2 separate regions of the Mus musculus genome follow, and region 1 is linked to region 2. A link is a contact called in public ChIA-PET data. All regions are on one chromosome and are shown on one strand. Each heading gives the region's core, a stretch centred on a gene start, on an enhancer-like site or on the middle of the called end of the contact. The rest is flanking DNA. Distances are from core to core; before and after follow the strand shown. Region 1 holds the start of Ddx3x (DEAD box helicase 3, X-linked). Region 2 holds the start of 1810030O07Rik (RIKEN cDNA 1810030O07 gene).

Evidence for each region. ChIA-PET counts read pairs in DNA pulled down with a chosen protein or histone mark.
Region 1: a contact with region 2 is called in an RNA polymerase II ChIA-PET map of memory CD8 T cells, with 40 read pairs. The contact joins the promoter of Ddx3x here to the promoter of 1810030O07Rik in region 2. A contact is called at or near these places in 10 of 39 promoter capture datasets (the 3T3-L1 cell line, 3T3-L1-derived adipocytes, the C10 cell line and 6 more), 3 of 484 Hi-C or Micro-C datasets (CD8 T cells and embryonic stem cells) and 3 of 115 datasets of contacts at active chromatin or transcription factors (cardiomyocytes, memory CD8 T cells and microglia).

What each region holds. Positions count from the first base shown.
Region 1 is chrX:13,279,592-13,282,291 of GRCm38.p6, reverse strand. Ddx3x (DEAD box helicase 3, X-linked) reads right to left here and starts at 1,270. Exons shown (of 17, transcript NM_010028.3): 1 at 1,135-1,270. The coding sequence starts at 1,179.
Region 2 is chrX:12,672,196-12,674,895 of GRCm38.p6, reverse strand. 1810030O07Rik (RIKEN cDNA 1810030O07 gene) reads left to right here and starts at 1,257. Exons shown (of 7, transcript NM_175141.6): 1 at 1,257-1,570; 2 at 1,736-1,870. The coding sequence starts at 1,355.

The sequences.
Region 1 (2,700 bases), core at 21-2,520, 610 kb before region 2:
GTCAGGCAGAAGGCACCAGACCCTCATCTCCTTGGCCTCTAAATCTAGAAATGGAGTCTCGATTAAGTAATCAGAAACCAGGCCTGACCAATCTCCCAATTTTACTTCGATGGCAGCAACAAGTTATCTGTTGCCATATTCTGGGCATTTTGCCTCTAGAGGATCCCAGAGTGGGCCATCACTCGCAAGGCGCGTGGTCCTCCCTTGCGCCCAGGTAAAGGGCGGGCGTGCCCGGCTCGGGCCGCGCGGTCGTTTCCTGGAGCCTAAGGCTGAGCAAGGGCCGCGCCGGGTGGCTCGCGTCACCGCCAAGCCCGGCGCAAGTGCGCACGCAGCGGCCCTGGCCTCCCTCCCCCTCCTCCCCCCGCCCAATCCGCCCTGAAATTTCTGCGTCACAAAACTTTCCACTCGGGAACCGCGGCCTCCCCTGCCGCGACGCACCGGGCCGGCGGGGCCGAAGCAACCCAGCTGGCTTGCAGGCGAACCCGCTGGCGGGCAGACCCGGGGGGATGGGGATGGGGGTGGGGGGGCGACCGCGCAGCACCGCCGGCCTGCGCCACACAAAGGAGGCCGCCGCCATTAGCCCGCGCAGAGGCCAGCCCCCCTCCCGCGGCGCCCCCTCCCACATTCCAGCGCCGCGGGGCCACTCGGCCAGCCCGCGCGCCGCCGCCAGCTCCCTAATTTCCAAACCACAGCCACTGGGGCCATGGAAGCCCAAAGCCCCGGAAATCCGGGGCCAAAACCATCCACCCGGGCCCCGCCACGCCACGCGGGGCAATCTCCCCCCCCCGACCGCCCCGATCCCCACCTGCGGGTCACTAATCAACCAGGGGACGCGCGTGCGCCCGAATGCGCGCGCCCCCTCCCCCTCCGCTCGCCTGCGCACAGACACAAAAGCCGCCATTGTGCTCGGGCCAGGGACAATACCGCGCACCGAGCCGAGCCGGAGGAATCACCGGCTCTAGCACTCCCCCCGCAAGCATCCAGTCCCTCCAGAGCCCCTAGCCACTGGCCACCCGCCGGCCCGAGCCGTCCAGGGAGACGGGAAGGCAAAAAGCAGAACTTAAAGAGCTGCGCCACAAGGCAGGCTAGGGCAGGGGGCAAAGTGATGCAGCGACCCCCGCGGCTCAGGCTCACCTGCTGGTCCAGCCCGAGCGCATTTTCCACTGCCACATGACTCATCCCTGAAGAGTACCGAGAAATCGGAGTCTTCCGCTGCTGAGCAAAGGCTGCCTCTACCGCAAAGGCCCTCTCACGGGAGAACTGCGGCTTTGAAGCGCACCGCGCGGCCACCGACCTTATATACCGACTCGGAGGACTGCTACGTCAGCACGTAAGACGTGTGCCCTCCTCTCCCGGGCGGCCGGCCACTGCCGTTAGGAGCTCTGCCTGCTTACGGTGCGTTGCTCGGCTGAGTCCCGTGAGATTTCCTAATCAGTCCAGTTACCCGCGTCCTCGTCGGCTCATAAAGAAGCCTTGGGTATATGTGGTTCTGGTTCTCCTGGGTTTGCTATCCCCTGGTCTCCACCGGTCCCCTAATCTTACTGTTTTCTCGAGATCTCGCGAGAAATGATTGCTGACCGTCCTCTAGCCTTAAGGCCCTAAGCTTTAAACTAGGTTGATTGGCTGCTCCTCCCCTGTGTACCCAGTTTTCGTCCTTCTTTCTAGCACTCGTCCCTTCCTCTCCGTCCCCGGGCGTGGAGATGATGCAGTGGGCTTTGTCTGGCCTAACTAATGAGCCCTGGCTCTGCGTGGAGGGCAGTGGGATCACGTGACCGTGGGTGTCCAGCAAGGTGGCCATCTTGTGAAGAAGGGAAACTCGCTTGACTAGTGCTGGGAATGGGAGGGAGGGACGGGAAAACTGCGGGAGGGCGGGGAGGAGAAAGGGGGAAGGGAACTAGAAATGAGAAGCAGAAAGGTGGAAGGCTGCATGGTGACCCGAGTCCATCTGAGCAGGGACTGTAGGGGATGTGCGGGTTGCTGTAGGCTTCAGATCGCCGTTGCCTATAGATAGCATCACTCCCACAGCCCCACTCTGAAGGAACAATAAAACTATCTCACGCGAATCTAGAGCCGGCAATCCAGGACCCTCCCGGGACCCGGAGCCTCTCTCGTTTGTGAAAGAGTCACTTATTGTAGGCCCCTGTGTCCTTCCGCGTGGCATTCCTGGCACCAGCCTGTGGCTGTTGGCACAGTAAGGGACCCCAGGGAGGCGAGAATGTGTGACTGGACACAACCTGTGTCTCCCTGACCGAGATAACTTGCCTCAGGCCTCTCTCTCCACTAGACAGAATATGGAGGAAAAAGGGGTCTGTCATCAAACGGGCCGATTCTGGTGGACCCCGCTTCTAGGCGGACCACCCCCCAAGACTCAGCTTCAAAAACACATACCCTTAAACAACAAAACCAAAAGAATATATTGAGCCCTCAGCTTTTAGGCAATGGCAGCACACAAGTTACCTAAAAGATACTCCTTTCTGACCCTCAGTTTCACAAATAAAACACAGGACTCAGCACCCCCCCCACCTCAACCCCAAACCCAACCCCCCCACCAGGGGCCTTCTGCTGCCAGAATTCAAACAATTACTTCTCATCACATAGTTTACTGTACAAACTCTTCTACTTTTCCAGTTTGTAAAATTGAAACTGAACTTTTAAAGAGATACGGAAACAATAAAACAATCCCTAGGCAAGTTGCTTTTC
Region 2 (2,700 bases), core at 8-2,507:
TCAGAAAAAGGAAAGTCCTAATGTAGACTTCATTCAGAGGTGGGTTTTTTTTGGAATTTTTGATTTGATTTGATTTGATTTGATTTGATGGGAATAGGGTATTTCCCATCATTTGCTTTGAATGGGTCTAATGTTGAGGTTAGTAAGACAAAATTGGTATATACTTTATTAAAGTATTACAGAGCCTGCCTACACTGACTGTACTTTGAGTCTTCAGATCATCACATCTGGTCTCTATTTTTTATAAATTGTCCCCACTTCCAACTGGCCAGTGGTTTGATAAAATGTCCAATAATGTAAACAGTGGATGAAAGAGCATATTTGCGTCAATATAAAATAAGTTAGCATTTACTCAAAGCTTAATGTGTGCCAGGCATCATTGTAAGTGTTCCCATCTGTATAAATGCTCCTCACCACACTGTGAGGTAAGTATTAATAACCTCCTCTTACAGATGATAAACCGAGTTACAAAGAAGGAAATAACGTCTTAATAATATTAAAATTAGGATCAGCCAAGATCAAAACACAAAAAATTGAGAGTTTGAGCCCAGAGCTAGTGGTCCTTACCATTGCCTGTGCAAGGCTTCTCTGTTTACAGTGTTCCTTCCGACTCTTTTGATTCCATACCACTTCAATATGTTTGCCAAGGTCAAAAAACCTCACTCAAAGCATCTAAAACATGTTTTCTCACTTGATGTTGACAATCTAATGCATTCTGGTCTGTGTAGCATATGGCTTCCCTGTGCAGCTGAAATAACCCTTTTCTGAGCTGTCCAAATCCAGGAAGTACATTATCCCTTTTGCTTCTTCCTGCCAGGTACTCTAGTTAAGGAGTTTCTGGTCCTAGTGTCACTTTAACATATGTACTGGGGAGCATGGCACACAATACAATAGGCCCCCTGCTTCAGGTGAGGGTAAGCATGTTATTGATACCCCGAATTTGCTGTTCAGTGGGTTTAGGGATGAGTTAATTTTGTAGAATTGCACAATGCAAGGAACATGTCATTCGAGAAACACACCTTGAGCATTCCTCTTTACAATAAAAAGGTCAGCACATCAGGAGGGGATCAGGTTGGTTAGAGGGTTGGCAGGGTATTCAGGAATAAAAATTAAAGCTTTAAAAGGATTAGTCTAAATGTTCCATGTCCACAAACCAAAGCGGTTCCTTTAAGCGGGGGTGGAGCTGCCACTTCCTGGAGCGGAAACAGTGGCCAGCCTCTAGCCTCTGAAGTGTACACCGCACAGTGACGCTAAACGTCTGGACGTTTTGGGGGTTGGGCTACGCCTGCGCTGCGTGGGAGCATCCCAGGGTGCTGCGCGTGCTTACCGCCGGCCCCGCCTTCAGGAGTAAGACATGGTGGTGTCGGAGCTGGCAGCCCGCCTCAATTGCGCCGAGTACAAAAACTGGGTGAAAGCAGGACACTGCCTGCTGCTGCTGCGCAGCTGCCTGCAAGGTTTCATAGACCGTGAAGTGCTCTCCTTTCACCGTGGACTGCTGGCTGCAGTCCCTGGCCTTGGACCCCATGCTACCTGCCGCGGCGGTTCCCGGTGCAGCCCGCGCGCTCGCCAGGTGAGCTGCTGACCCCGAACTCGGGCGCGTCTCCACAGCTTGTCCCCCTATTCCGTATGCTTGCAGTCTTTTTCCTTCCCGGGGCGGGACTGCTTCCTACTTCCGGGGTGTTCCTGTTTTGCTGCCCCGCCCACCCCAGTCCCTCCTCACCTCTGCCCTCTGTAGTTTCAGCCTCAGTGTCAGGTATGCGCAGAGTGGAAACACGAGATCTTGAGGCATCACATCAACAGAAATGGAGACGTGCACTGGGGAAATTGCAAGCCAGGCCTCTGGCCCAAAGACCCTTGGGAGGTAGCCAAGGTAAGTACTTGTAGCCTGGAGGAAAGCATATGAAGTTGCTCCTGGTGCCCCAGGGTGGAGGGTGGGTTTTGAGTGCAAGCTGGGACTTCAGAAAGTACAGAAATACTAGAAGATAGGTTGGTTCTCTGGGGTCTAGTGGCGTAGTGGTGAGGGGATACTAGAGTGGACCCATCTAAGCTCAGTAAAATAAACGCCTCTGTTTCTTCGCTTCCTGCAGGCACTTGAGTTTTATTGTAAGACGCTGTCTTAAAATAAGGGGAAAAACAATACAGGCTGAGAGACATGGAAGAACAGTTAAGGTTTACTTTACAGCAGACTTTAAAAAAAGGCTTACTTTTGCTGTGGCGTGCGTGCCAAGAGGATGCTTAGCTAAGGTATACATTTTTAGAAGGTAGAAATATTAGTTATGAGGTAGGGGTTGTTAGGCCTGTGTTTAGATTTTGTCACTGTGACTTAATGCCTAGTCTGATTGGGAATTTGCTTGGATTTCTTGATGTTGCCTGGAAGCTGTGTAGTGAGTGGAGGGAGGTGTCAGAAGTAGCTTCCAAATGCAAATTGACAAATTGCTTTACTATTATCTTGGTTTGTGCTAGCTAGTTTTCCGTCAGTTTGACACACCTGGCTTAAAACCACCTGGGAAGGAGGGAATCCAAATAAAGAAGACGCCGCCACAAGATCAGCTTGGAAGGGAACCCACTGCTGTCACTTCATTCTTGACTGAGCCTTAATGCCTCTCTCTGCACTTTGGTTCCTGGAGCTATCTGTTCCTGCCTTCCCTCCCCAAGCTCTTCTTCCCATTTCCCCTCCTTCACCCCAGCTCATGCTTCATG